Regions from separate parts of the Sus scrofa genome. Here region 2 is linked to region 1. The links are chromatin contacts, called in public Hi-C maps. All regions are on one chromosome and are shown on one strand. The core of a region is the stretch at or near the end of the contact, and the rest is flanking DNA. Distances in the headings are between cores, read along the strand shown.

Region 1 (7,088 bases), core at 2,710-5,209:
GAGCTGTGGTGCAGGTCGCAGACATGGCTTGGATCCCGCATTGCTGTGGCTGTGGTGTAGGCTGGCAGCTGTAGCTCCAATTCAACCCCTAGCCTGGAAACTTCCATATGCCACAGGGAGGGCCCTAAAAAGACATTAAAAAAAAAAAAAACACAAAAAAACTCTCCCTGTTGTATAGAGATATTATCTGTCTTGTTCTCTGTTGTATTCCCAATCCCTTGCTTTGGAAACCATTTAACAAATAGTAGACGTTCAGCATAGATTTGTCGTATGCCGCTTTGTAGTTTTTTGGTCTTATTTCAGGTAGATACACCTTGGGTCAGGTGATTTTAGGCCTTTCCCAGTGAAGCATGAGAAGATCACAAAAATTAAGTTCCCATGAATTGGGCCCAGTTCTGTTACCAGAGATTTAACCATACTGCTCTGAGCTTCAGTTTGGTCACCAATAAAATGGAGTTACGAGCTTCCCTTACTCATAGGGTAAGGAGTAATTTGGATTTAAACATAATTGGCAGCAAAGTATTTAGCACATAGTAGATACCTTCTTTCTCTTAAAATTGCGTCATGTTGTCCTTTTTTTTTTTTTTTTTTTTTTTTTTCCTTTTTAGGGCCACATTGGCGGCATATGGAAGTTCCCAGGCTACGGGTCTAATCGGAGCTGTAGCCACCGGCTTACGCCACAGCCACAGCCACTCCAGATCTGAGCCTCGTCTGTGATGTACACCACAGCTCACGGCAACACCAGATCCTTAACCCACTGAGTGAGGCCAGGGATCGAACCCTCAACCTCTTGGTTCCTAGATGGATTCGTTTCCGATGCATCACGATGGAACTCCGATAAATCCCTGTTCTTTTTGTCTTTTTTTGCCTTTTCTAGGGCTGCTCCTGCGGCATATGGAGGTTTCCAGGCTAGGGGTCTAATCGGAGCTGTAGCCACCGGCCTACGCCAGAGCCACAGCAACTCGGGATCCAAGCCACATCTGCAACCTACACCACAGCTCACAGCAACGCCGGATCCTTAACCCACTGAGCAAGGCCAGGGACTGAATCCACAACCTCATGGTTCCTAGTCGGATTCATTAACCACTGTGCCACGACAGGAACTCCTCCCTGTTCTTCATAGAACTTACATTCTCATGGGAAAGACACTCCTTTTTCTTTTTTCTTTTTTTTGGCTGTACCTGCAGCATGCAGAAATTCCTGGGTCGGGGAGTCAAACCTGCATCACAGCAGTGACCTGAGCTCCTGCAGTGACAACAGTGGATCCTTAACCTGCTGCACCACAGGAGAAGTCCTGACACTCCTTTATTAAGAAGGCAAATAAAATATGTAACGTGGCAAATGGGGACAAAAGTTACAGTAAAAAAAATGCATACAAGAGACAGGGAGCTTCAGGGAGTATAATATTTAGGCAGCTTGGAATTATGTGTCTCTCTTCTCTCCTACTCCCAAAGGATTCATAACACAGTCACTTTGCCCTCTAGTGTCATGATGTTAGGTCATTTAGGCAAACAAAATAAGTCTTATAGGTGGTTCACCAAAGCATCTAATAATAATTTATTTCTGATTTCTATCAGCCATATTTACAAAAAATTATTTTGAAATATTAAAATACAGACATCTGATGTCCCAGTTTAACAATCTTTTTAAACAGTAAATCTTAAATAAATATTTAAAAACTGAACAGCTTGTATGATTGCTGATTTAACTCATGAATAAATTGTTGTTTCTATATTACCTGAAAGTATTAGTTGCTTTGAAGCTGACAGATATGTTGTTAAAATTGATTTGAAAATAAAAAATGTTAAAAGGTCTCTGGCCTGAAGCACTAGGATAGTTGGATTCTGATTTCATACACAGAGAAAGGATGAATACATGAATTCTAGTAGTTCTGATCCCCTTTATCCAGAGCGGCTGCGAAGTTGTTTACTCTGAGGGCCCACTGCTGACGTCTGCTCACTGAGTAATGTCATCACATTTCCTGGCGGTGGTTATTTGGGGGGGCAGCAGTGGTAAGTAGTTGTCCTGCTCTGCTGGGACACTGCTCGGCAGAGGTCCCGAGAGCCGGATATACCCCGTAGACAGGATGTAAGGTTAAAATGCAATGTAGTTAAGTAAATAAGTGTTCAATGGTAAAATGGCATTGCTCAAACAGTAACATTTTAAAATAATACCACTAAAATTATATTGAGGCAGAGTCCATGATCTTTAAAAAATTAGTCTATAGCTTCTTTTATTTCTTAAAATTAAGGGAGTGGTGAGTTATTTAACAAGTCGAGATCATAAAGTTATGCTTTCCTTTGTAAAAGTTATTTTACCCGCCTGTGGTGTAGATCATGTACTCAGAATTGTTTCCCAGGTGAGATGAGACCTTGCCTCAGCCACCTATACTTTTATCTTGCCCCTCAGCTTGTTACTAATACTGTATATACACATAAATGTATTTTTTAAAACCAAATTAGTCACTAACATTTAAAAATTTTATTAATTGTTACCTTTAACTTAATTTTCTCCTCCTGGTTTCCTTAAGTTTGTATTGTTAACTTTCTCAAATTTAGTGATTTGAAAGCTTAGTATAATTACTTAATTCTTGTTTCATGATAAGAAGATTTAAGACTGAATTTTGCCTCTAACCATAATTTTGATATTATTTTACTAATATCTTAGTACATGACATTCTCATTTTTGTTATTTTCAAAGTAATCATAGGTATAGTTTTCATTTCCTCTTTAATCCAATATTAACTGAGTTAATATTTTAAAATTTTCCGGGGAGGGGGTATTTTTTTAACTTACATTTTTAATTTTGTCCTGATTGCATTGTGGTTGAAAATAAAAACTATACAAGTTTTTGTTTGTTTGTTTTGTCTTTTTAGGGCTGCATGCGAGGCATATCGAGGTTCCCAGGCTAGGGGTCGAATGAGAGCTGTAGCTGCTGGCCTACTCCACAGCCACAGTAACGCCAGATCCGAGCTGCGTCTGTGACTCTACAGCTCACGGCAACACCAGATCCTTAACGCACTGAGCAAGGCCAGGGATTGAACTCACATCCTCATAGATTCTAGTGGGATTCAGTAGCCACTGAGCCACGACGGGAACACCTAAGTTTTTACTTTTACGAATGTGTTTTAAGGTTTTCTTTGTGACCTAGTATAACATGTTTTTATGCTCTTCATGAATATTGTCTTCCTCTCAGACTTTATTTTTTATCTGCTTAATAATACCTCCTAGCAAATCTCATGTGTATCCTCTGTGAGAGGCTGCAGTCCCCAGTTTACACAGAGGACCCAGATGCTGTCTAACAACCACTTTATCCTGGGCAGAGGCACATCCCTCCTACTGATGGGTTTTCTGCTTTCTTTTATGAAACTGCACCCCCTCCCCCAATACTGTAGAAAATTAGCAAAATGGTTTTCCTTTCATTTTTTTTTCTTTCTTTTTTCTGAGTAGTTCCACTGTCTTCTCCAAGCAGTAGGCCTGTATCATTTCTTGTTCATTCATTCATCCATTTCTTTAAACTTTGTTCAGAAAAACCCACAAAAAACTCATTGTTCAGACTGCTGTCTCAGCGTGTCTCTTGCTTTCTCACTGCTCTGTGGGAGTATGATTACATAGAGCAGATCTCTGGCTTTCAAGTCTTTCTTGGCCCTCCTAGATCATCTTCTCTCAGAACCTCTGGCTTTAGCATCCAGCTGTGCGTCTTGATACGAGGCTGGCCTGTTGCTGCCCCGCTCAGGAGGTTAGATGGTGCCATGGGGTGTCTGTGCTCACGCTTCTCCCTACTGCAGGCCTTCCTCCTCAGTCTTAGGTCCAGAGTAGTAGCCACCCTCACTCTTACACCTTCTGAGATGAAATTACTACAAAGCAAATCAGAAACTGAGCCTGTGTCCCATAATTAGTAGACATCAGCTTCTAGCAGTTAAAGATATACACAGACTTCCTCTATCACTAGAAGGGTTTCGTTTTCTGTATTTAGTGTGGGTTAGATCACTGCTTGAGAGAGAGATGGGAGGTGGGCAGTCAGGGAGTATCTTGTGGGAAGGTGAGTAGATCTAGTTCTGCTGCTGCTCTGTTCTCAGTATGGAATCACACCGTCACTCAGAGGCCGTAGGAGGGTAGGGGTCCCTTCAACACATATAGTGTTTATGGAAAAATTGCAAAAATGTGTCTCTTTTGGGTAGCCACAGAGGGCCAGGGGTTATGGCTTGATGCTGGATTTCAGCCCTATATTTCCCTCCCTTGTGTTCCTTTGTGCAGTGCACAGACTTCCCAAACCTTCCAGGGGCCCTGGGTCTGCAGCACAGGTTATAGAACTAAACAGACTGGTCAATGGAATCCCAGCCGCCACTTGCTTCTGTGTGGACATAAACTGCTGGGAAACTGAGTTTTCCAACTGAAATCTCTCATCATGTTACGAAGATCAAGATCATGAGATGACATGTTCAGCCCTTAGCACAGTGCCCAGCGTGTGCTCAGCCCTCCATTGGCACTATGACTATTACTACTCACTGAGGTTTGGTTGTGACATTGTGTTTATCTTTGTGTCTTGGTATTAAGTTCTCAGATAAGCATGTATTGATAAGCATTGACTGCTCCTCTGTATGATGAAAGTGGCAACAACGTCTCAAAAATCTTTGGCTCTGATGTCTTGTGTTTCTGATTTTTTTATTTCATTATTTATGTGCCATTCTAGATGTAAGATTTCATTGTCAGGGGAAATAAGTGGACATAGAAGGAACAGTGTTTATTCAGTGTCTAATTTAGGGGGGCTCTTTATATTGTAATCTTGTTTGATCTTTGTAACAAGGGAGAAATCAAGGCTAAAGGAAGTTGAGTAACTTGCCTAAAGTCACACACAGCTGGGGAAAAAGAGGCAGGGATCACTCATTTTATTTCTCCTGCTCTCCACCTTTAAAGCAAGCTTGCCTTTTTTCATTCTTTTCATTTTTAAGCAGTTCTTTTTCTTACAGGTAGCAATAGCTGATGTGCAATTTGGCCCCATGAGATTTCATCCAGATCAACTTCAGGTAACAATATATACCACACTGTAATTTCCATGTTGGTTTTCTTTACAGAGGGGGAAGGAGTGGGTTTAGAGTTATACCTTGAAAATAGTCTTCTGTTTTAAATAAGATATTGAAGCAATGTTCAGTTTCCTAAACTTGGTAATAGTACTCAAGCTAGAGAATGTACTTTTCTTAGGAATATGCATTGAGGTATTTAGTGATGAAGAAATGTTTGCAACCTATTTTAAAAGGTTCAGCAATAAAATAATGTGTATACTTGGGAGTGGGGGGAGCAAAGGTGGCAAAATGTTAACAACTAATGAAACTAGAAGAAGGATGTACCAGCAGTCGTTGTCATTCACAGCTTTTCTGTAGGTTTGAAATTTTCCAATATAAAAAGTAAAGGCATGGTCCACTCTGTGTTGCTGAATCAGCTCTAGCAGAGAAAAACTATCTATAAATTATCTAATCCAGAATATTAAATAAAATAGCCAAGTGAAATTTAGCTCCAAATTTAGGTGATGCTTCCTCTACACAAATGCATGCTCATCTTTTAAAACATGAAGGGACTGGCAAAACATGCTTGCTTTTAATTCTTTCCATTTGTGGTATTGGTGCATTATTTAAAGTATTAGGTGCATTATTTAAATAAAGTGCATCATTTAAAGTGTTAGGTATTCTGGGAGTTCCTGTTGTGGCTCTTAGAGGGTTGTGAACCTGACTAGTATCTGTGAGGATGTGGGTTCGATCCTGGCTGCACTCAGTGGGTTAGGGAATCTGGCATTGCCACATGTAGCACAGGTCGCAGATGCTGTTTGGATCCCATGTTGCTGCAGCTGTGGTGTAGGCCAGCTGCTGTAGCTCTGATTCAACCCCTAGCCTGGGAACTTCCATATGCTGCAGGTGCAGCCCTAAAAAGAAAAAAAAAAAAGTATTCTAGGAGTTTGACTGAAATATTACCATAGCATTTGCCATCTAAGGACCTACCTAGTTAACTTATTATTAACTAAAATAAATGTTTATATGTTTCAATTGATTCAGTTTTAAGATAAAATACATAATCAAGTCTTTGTTGAGTTCTCCCAGTGAGCTTGTTAGCAAAAGAAATAAGTATATGATCCATGCACTGGCTTCTAGACTAAGAACGGATAGAATAGCACTCATTTCAGGGAGCTGAGTGATAACATCTCTGAGTTACGTGTAGGAAAAGGATTTATTCAACAGATGGTAATGTTCACAGCTGTGTACTTGCCTTGAAAACGCTTCAAGTTTTCTGTGGCTTGTTAAGAAATGACAATTCTAGCAATATTCTTTTTTTTTTTTAAAGTATTCATGCTTTTTTGATTCAGGTACTTTTAGTGTTTACCAAAGAAGATAACCAGTGTAATGGATTCTGTAGGGCATGTGAAAAAGCAGGGTTTAAGTGTACAGTTACCAAGGAGGCTCATACTGTCCTTGCCTGTTTCCTGGACAAACATCACGACATCATCATCATAGACCACAGAAATCCCCGGCAGCTGGATGCAGAGGCGCTGTGCAGGTAAGCCTGAGACCCAGGCCTCACTATCCCCACTCGCATTTGTGACAATAAAGTCAGCCCAGAAATCTGTCGGGTTAAATTCAGTGTCTTTTAAGTTGCCTTCCATGCATGTAAAATAAGCAAGGTATTAGAGTAGCATTATTTCTAGGACTGATCTTTGATCTTTATCTTTTTTGTTTTGCTTTGCTTTGCTTAAAACAGTAAGAATTTGTGAATGAGAACCATTAAGGGTTAAGATGAAACCCTATGTGTAATTAACGACAACTGTCACCTTCATAGTACTGCAACAAGGCATATTATATTATATTCTAGATGTTTTTAAAGTTATAAAAAATTTGGAAAATTTTGTCTCCTAACATTAGATGAATGTGCTTTTTACTGACACTGCAGATATCAATATCAAAAAAGAATTCTGGGTATCCAGACATAAATCTAAGAAAAATGCTTTTTAAAGAAAGTCATTTGCTGCTGATGGAAGCAAGGCAAAAGTGAAAGATCCATTTTATTTAAAAGAAAATTTTATTTGAGGAAGAAAAATCATCA
Region 2 (7,088 bases), core at 2,946-5,445, 87 kb before region 1:
CCAGAAGGGGAAGGGGCAGAGTGTGACTCCATGGGGAGGGCTGAGGATGGTTCCCATTCTCTGGCTCTGGGCAGGGCTCAGGAGATGACAAGGCCTTGGAGGGAAAGGCCGCCTGGTGCACCCAGGGAGGGCGGGCCTTAGACACAGAGTGCACACCCCTTCCCTGAATTTCCACACCCTGAGAGCCACCCCAAATTGGCCGAGCCCCCACACCTGAGGGAGCATAGGGCTGGGGCTGGGGACAGTCCTGCAGCCACTGGTGTGACCAGAAGGGCCACCCCAAGGCTCTGGTCCCGTCTAAGACCCTGGGACCTTGAGAAAACATTGGGGTGGAGGGAGGAAAGCTGAATGATATACCTGAGCTTGAATTTCTTTTAAGTGTTTTTTTTCCCCTTTTATTATTAAAATTATTTAACTTTTTTCCTACACTAGGGATATAATATATTCTCAACTGTAAAAGATTCAAGTAGTACATGAGTACCCTGGAACAAGCAATGAAAAATCTCTTTTCACCTTCCCCACACTCCTGACCCCCTGCAGAAGGTAAATGCTGTTTACAGTTGGGTATGCATTCTTCAAGATCTCCTTTTTATGCAAGTAAAAAACATGACACATACATATATAAAATATACAAACACATAGATATATAAAATACTTTTTTTTTTTTTTGCTTTTTGGGGCCATACCTGCAGCATATGGAGGTTCCCAGGTTAGGGGTCATATTGGAACTACAGCTGCCGGCCTGCACCACATCCTGCACAGCAATGCAGGATCTGAGCCTCGTCTGTGAACTACACCACAGCTCACAGCAATGCTGGATCCTTAACCCACTGAGCAAGGCCAGGGATGGAACCTGCAACCTCGTGGTTCCTAGTTGGATTCATTTCCACTGAGCCACAACAGGAAGTCCCTAAAAAATACTTCTAACATTTGCTTTTTTCACTGAACAACATGCCTTAGAATTCTTTCAGTCGGTATATTTTACTCCTTTTAAATGGCTGTATAAGTATCCTTTCAAATGGTTGTATTAAGTGTAAATACATTCATTCATAATGTTGTTATGACACTGCTTATTTCAATGGTCTTTAAACTTCAATGGTAACCCAAGGCTAGGTAGACATGGATGATTTTAGGAGAATCGGTTTCCAGATCTTCAGTACTCTCTGTACTCTTCCTGGCTGATCTGCTTGAGAACTAGTTCTCCTTTATCCTGCTTCTTTTAAAATCACCACTTTGTAGGAGCTCCCACTGTGGCTCAGAGGAAATGAATCTGACTAGTATCCATGAGGATGCAAGTTTGATCCCTGGCCTTGCTCAGTGGGTTGAGGATCCAGTGTTGCCGTGCACTGTGGTGTAGGTCACAGGTGTGGCTCGGATCCTGTGTTGCTGTGGCTGTGGTGTAGGTTGGCAGCTGTAGCTCCGATTTGACCCCTAGCCTGGGACTTTCCATACACCGCAGGTGCAGTGAGCGTGAATATCTTCACCAGCCCCGTGGGATGGTGACCTAGCGTCCGATTTAAACTGAATTAATATGGCAGACCATTGCAGCTCTGCGATCCCTCAGGGAGTCCTTACACACTGTTTGCTCTCAGGCCCAGCAGCCAGCAAGTGGCTACCAGCACAGAAAGTTCCATGTGACCCTTAGTCTGGGGTTTTATATATACCCTTCCCCCAGGAGCAGATGCCCACCAATGTGTGTCTCTGGGTGGGGAGGGATCCCCAAACCCTCCATCCTGATCTCTTGCTAGAATGGGCTGTCAGGACATTTCCTGACAGAGGGGCGTGGAGAAGCGGGCCCAGGTCTGGAAGCAGGGGAGAGGGCTACACTCCCCAATGGTGGCACACAGTTCAGAGGGGGACATCCATCACTCGCAGTGTGGCAGTGGGTGGACTGGCCCATCTTCAACTCTGGCCTAACCAGGGTGGGTACCTTCCTAGGGGGCAAGCTACACTCTCATCTACTGTCAGCCACTGCCCAGCAGGCTCGTTCATGGGGCGTCTGATCCAGGGAAAGCCCGGGTCCGCGGTACAAGGGCAGCTAGGTGGTTAAGAGGCAGGTGGCCCAGGTGGGCCTTTCGGGCAAAATGCCCGCTTCTCATTGCTTATGAGGACGGTTGTGATCCGGCCCCCGAAGACCCCCTCATTTCACCTCCAGCACAGCCCCTCCCTTCTGGCTCCAACCTCACTGAACTGCCTCCAGTCCCCTGAAGGGGCCACATTCTCTCGTCCCCGGTGGCTCCTCTATAAGCTGCTCCAGGTACTTGAACTCTCCCCGCTCCCACCTGGCTCATTCGACACATCCTTTAGGAGCCAGCTTCTACTTGGTCCTCAGGACCAAACTCGATCATACGCTCTAGGACACTCTCTGAACCTCCGAGTCTGGATTGGGAATCTGCTCTAGGCCTCCCACGACACTCCCTCAAAGTTCCTATCTTGGCCTTTGGCATACCTGTTATACAGGAGTGTTCCTTTGTTCCAAAGGCTAATCTGTAAGCTCTCGGATGCAGGAACTGTGTCTATTTTGTGTATCATGGTACCTTCAGTACCTGATGTCTGATGAGGAGGAAGGAAGGGGCGGGGAAGGGAAAGGAGGGAAGCAGGGGGTGGGGGTGGGGGGAGAAGGTTGCTGTGACCCTCTTTGCCCTGCCCCCAAGCCTTGGGATATCCTTGCTTTCGAAGCTCTTTATTAAGGAAGCCCAGGGAGTTCCCATTGCAGCTCAGCAGTAATGAGCCCGATTAATATCCATGAGGACATGGGTTCAGTTCCTGGCCTCGCTCAGTGGGTCGGGGATCTGGTGTTGATGTGAGCTTGGGTGTAGGTCACAGATGTGGCTTGGATCTGGCGTTGCTGTGGCTGTGGCGTAGGCCAGTGGCTACAGATCTGATTCGACCCCTAGCCTGGAAACCTCCATATGGCTCGAGTGAGGCCCTGAAAAGCAAAATCATGATAACAAGGAAGCCCAGCGCCCAGCCTGCATGGCAGTCTGGTTGAGGCAGTTTAGGAAGCGCTGTCTCCAGCAGTCCTGTCTGCTGTCTGGATTTGGGACTGGCTGGTGTGGGGATACCCAGGACAGGTGGAAGCCACATTGCTGAAGGGAAATTTTAACTGCAGCCAAGCAGGAAAATAAAGGTCACAGCCAAGCAAAAAGCCCATATCTGTGTGAGATGCTGCGGCAGCAGGACATGCTCAGAGGGTGGGAGTGGCTGGGATGAGGGAGGGAAGCCAGTAGGGACCGCGAGCGTTGACTCCAATGGCTATTCCTCCCACTTTTCTTTTTCTTTTTCTTTCTTTCCTTTTTTTTTTTTTTTTTTTTTTTTTTTTTTTTTTTTTTTGGTCTTTTTGCCTTTTCTAGGGCTACTCCCGCGGCATATAGGGGTTCCAAGGCTAGGGATCTAATTGGAGCTGTTGCTGCCAGCCTACACCACAGCCACAGCAATGCAGGATCCGAGCTGCATCTGCGACCTGCACCACAGCTCACAGCAACGCTGGATCCTTAACCCACTGAGCAAGGCCAGGGATCCAACCTGCAACCTCATGGTTCCTAGTCGGACTCATTAACCACTCAGCCACGACAGGAACTCCCTTCTTCTTTTCTTACATGAAGTGTTTAATTGAACATACGGCCCCCAGAATAAACCAACACTTCCCAGCCTCCTTGCAGCTAAATGGGGCCATGTGACTAAGTTTTGGCCAATGAGATAAAAGAAACATATATGACTTCCAAAAAGTGTCCTTAAGGGAGGGTCCAGACCCTTCATCTAGGTGATCAGCATGTCCCTGTTTGCCTGAGGCTCTCCTGACTTTAGCAGAGAAAGCTCCTCATCTCGGGTGATCCTCTGTCCTGGGCCAGCCAGCAGAGTTGGTCACCTCACATTCCCCCTCCCTCCCTCCTTCCTTCCAGCTAGAATGCAGATGTGAGAGAAGCAGGCTTGGAACCACGCGGTGGAACCTGGGGCTGGGGGTGGCGCAAGGCTACGCTGCTGGAGTGGTGCTTACAGTGAGTTCAGGCCGCTCAGATGGTCCAGTGCCTGGATCATCTGAGCCTGCATCTCTGATTACTCCCTCTGGGCTTTGTTTACCTGCAAGAAAAAGAGACATCTAGGTTGTTTACGCTTCTGTTATTTAAGGTCTTCTGGCACACACAGCGGCACCTCCTGCAGCTAATCCTAAAGGTACAGAAATAGGACTAAAGCCCTGACAGATGCTGGTTTGTTAGGCTTCCTGAAGTGGGGGAGGGGGCCGGCCTGAAACTGCTCGCTGTTCTCCACAGAGCTGGAGGCAGGGGACGGCGGGGCGGGGGGATGTTCCTGGCAGGGAGGGGCTGACGTTAAGCTGAATTTTCTGCTCCCATCTCACCAAAGGCTTCAGTGCTTCCTGTTCTCATTTCCTATGACAAAATGGTTCCCCTTCCTAAAAGCAGTTTCAAAGTCACTGGTTCTCAAATGAATGGTGACAGCCTAACCCACTGTCCTGCTCTGATCCTCCCCCTTCTGGGAGGGGACTATTAACTACTTCTCTCTCTTTTTTTTTTTTTTTTTTTTTTTTTTGCTTTTTAGGGCTGTACTCGCGGCATATGAAAGTTCCCAGGTAGGGGTCACATCGGAGCTATAGCTGCTGGCCTGCACCACAGCCACAGCAACATGGGATCCGAGCCAAATCTGCGACCTACATTGTGGCTCAAGACAACGCCAGATCCTTAACCCACTGAGCAAGGCCAAGGATCAAACCCTCATCCTCATGGGTTCGAGTTGGGTTCTTTTCCACTGAGCCACAGTGGGAACTCCCTAGCTACTTCTTGTTCACTGACATAGGAGCTGCACAATATTCATTTAGACACAGACATAATAATGAACATAGAGAGCAAAAAGAAAAAGGAAATGAAACTCGAGGAAAAATTGCATAAGCCTAAATCCCCAGGAGAGACCTGGCCCCAGACAGTGTGGGTGTCTCCGGCAGCAGCCCTGTAGGGACTAGCCTCTGCCGGGGCCTCTCCTGGGGCCACTTTGGAGGGGAACCCCCCCCCAGGGGGTGTTGCATCATGCCCTAGGTGGCCTTGTTTCTAACAAAGCATCGCTGTTCCTGGAAGTACTGCCTGCAGGTGCACCTGTGACACCCAGGAACTGTCTGTGTTTGTGGATAAGGCTGAGGGTGCCTTGTCAGCTGGGGAGTGATGGCACAGGCAGGGTTATGTGCAGGCACAGGTTTAGTGAACCAGAGAGTAAGGATTCCCTCTGGCCCTACCAGGAGGTGGAGGGTTTGGAAGGTACTTAGCTGAGCCCCATAGTGGAGGAAGAACTGGGGAACAAGAGACCAAGGGCAAGTGGCCTAGAATAGGGGGTTTCTTTTTTTGTTTGTTTTAGGCCATGCCCACAACACATGGAGGTTCCCAGGCTAAGGGGCCAATTGGAGCTACAGCTGCTGGCCTATACCACAGCCACACAGGATCCAAGCCATGTCTGCAACCTACACCACAGTTCATGGCAACACCGGATCCTTAACCCACTGAGCAAGGCCAGGGATTGAACCCATGTCCTCATGGCTACTAGTTAGGTGTATCAACCATGGAGCCACAACAGGAAGTCCAAACAGGGGATTTCCGAAGTGCTCCAGGTAAGCAGAAATGGGGCAGCTCTTCCAGCCCAACCCCCATGGGAGGACTTGGTTGTATCCCATTTCAGCCACGTCCTGGTTTCCTGGGCTGCAGCATGGGGGAATAATAAAGCCTGCTGCATGGGTGCTGTGAGGGTGGGATGTGGAAACTCAGTCCAAGGCCTAGCTCAGTGTAGCTAAGCCAGTGTTCCTGGCCTGAGTTCTCTCATGAGGTTGCGGTTAAACTGTGTGTCCGGAGCTGCAGTCCTTTGAAGGCCTGATTGGAGCTGGAGGATCCATTTGCCAAGATGGCTCACTCACCAGGCTGTTGGCAAGAGGCCTCAGCTCCTCTCTACATGAGCCTCCCAAAAGCTTCCTGAGTGACTTCACCCCATAGCAGCTGGCATCCTCCAGAGCGAGTGACCCAAGGCACAGAAGGAGGTGGCGACCACAGTGACTTTTACCACATTGCCTTGAAGTCACATGCTGTCTGTCATTTCTGCAGTCTCCTACTGGCTAGACTGGCCAGTGCTATTTAAAGGAGGAGGGACTATGCAAGGGTTCGAGTCCCAGGAGGTGGGCCTCATTGCTCCATGTTGGTACCACATGACCTCACTGAGCTACTGGGCCAGTCTTGGAGCACCTGCTGCCTGACTTCTTGCTAGGTAACATAAGAAGTCCTGTTGGTGTTTGTTTGTTTGTTTTTTGTTTGCTTTTTAGGATCGCACCTGTGACATATGGAAGTTCCCAGGCTAGGGTGAATCAGAGCTGCAGCTGCTGGCCTGCACCTCAGTGACAGCAATGCCAGATCTGAGCCATGTCTGTGACCTGCATCACAGCTCACGGCAATGCAGGCTCCTTAACCCACTGAGTGAGGCCAGGGATTGAACCCATGTCCTTGTGCATACTAGTTGGGTTCTTAACCCTGAGCCACTCAGAGAAGTTCTTTTTTTTTTTTTTTTGTCTTTCGTCTTTTTGTCTTTTGTTGTTGTTGTTGTTGTTGTTGTTGTTGCTATTTTTTGGGCCGCCCCCGCGGCATATGGAGGTTCCCAGGCTAGGGGTTGAATCGGAGCTGTAGCCACCGGCCTACGCCAGAGGCACAGCAACGCAGGATCCGAGCCGCGTCTGCAACCTACACCACAGCTCACGGCAACACCGATCGTTAACCCACTGAGCAAGGGCAGGGACTGAACCCGCAACCTCATGGTTCCTAGTCGGATTCGTTAACCACTGCGCCACGACGGGAACTCCAGAGAAGTTCTTTTGTTATTGTGCTACTTGCAGCCCAAAGCCTCCTGATAGCCCTTCCCCCAAATTCCCTTTTTTTGCTTAAGGCAGCTAGAGTTGGCTCCTGTGACTTACAGCCGAAGCCCTTGACTAAAACCAGAGGGTAAACCTAGGCCATCAGCTTTGTTGAGGGAAGAGAAAAAGGTGAGCTCCCAGGCTGCAGGTACCCCCTGTGACTGTCACTCACAAATCTGACCTCATCATCCAGGGT

What was found. A called contact is a pair of places that touch in the nucleus more often than the background predicts.
Region 2: a contact with region 1 is called in a Hi-C map of retroperitoneal adipose tissue, with 2.0 times the contacts expected there. The contact joins two enhancer-like sites. A contact is called at or near these places in 1 of 5 promoter capture datasets (fetal liver), 25 of 47 Hi-C or Micro-C datasets (adipose tissue, alveolar macrophages, blood and 13 more) and 2 of 2 datasets of contacts at active chromatin or transcription factors (alveolar macrophages and skeletal muscle).

The regions. Positions count from the first base shown.
Region 1 is chr7:52,485,147-52,492,234 of Sscrofa11.1, reverse strand. It overlaps PDE8A (high affinity cAMP-specific and IBMX-insensitive 3',5'-cyclic phosphodiesterase 8A), which reads left to right. Exons shown (of 22, transcript XM_021098898.1): 2 at 4,970-5,026; 3 at 6,355-6,545. The coding sequence starts at 5,000. Among named protein-coding and RNA genes, the nearest start is that of MIR9848, 68 kb to the left of the region's middle. Within about 2 kb of position 3,959, at least 12 of the 83 cell types and tissues checked have an H3K27ac peak or open chromatin away from gene starts, as enhancers often do. A contact at or near this core is called in alveolar macrophages, retroperitoneal adipose tissue and spleen, where this site is marked.
Region 2 is chr7:52,572,363-52,579,450 of Sscrofa11.1, reverse strand. No RefSeq gene overlaps it. Among named protein-coding and RNA genes, the nearest start is that of PDE8A, 17 kb to the right of the region's middle. Within about 2 kb of position 4,195, at least 15 of the 83 cell types and tissues checked have an H3K27ac peak or open chromatin away from gene starts, as enhancers often do. A contact at or near this core is called in alveolar macrophages, retroperitoneal adipose tissue and spleen, where this site is marked.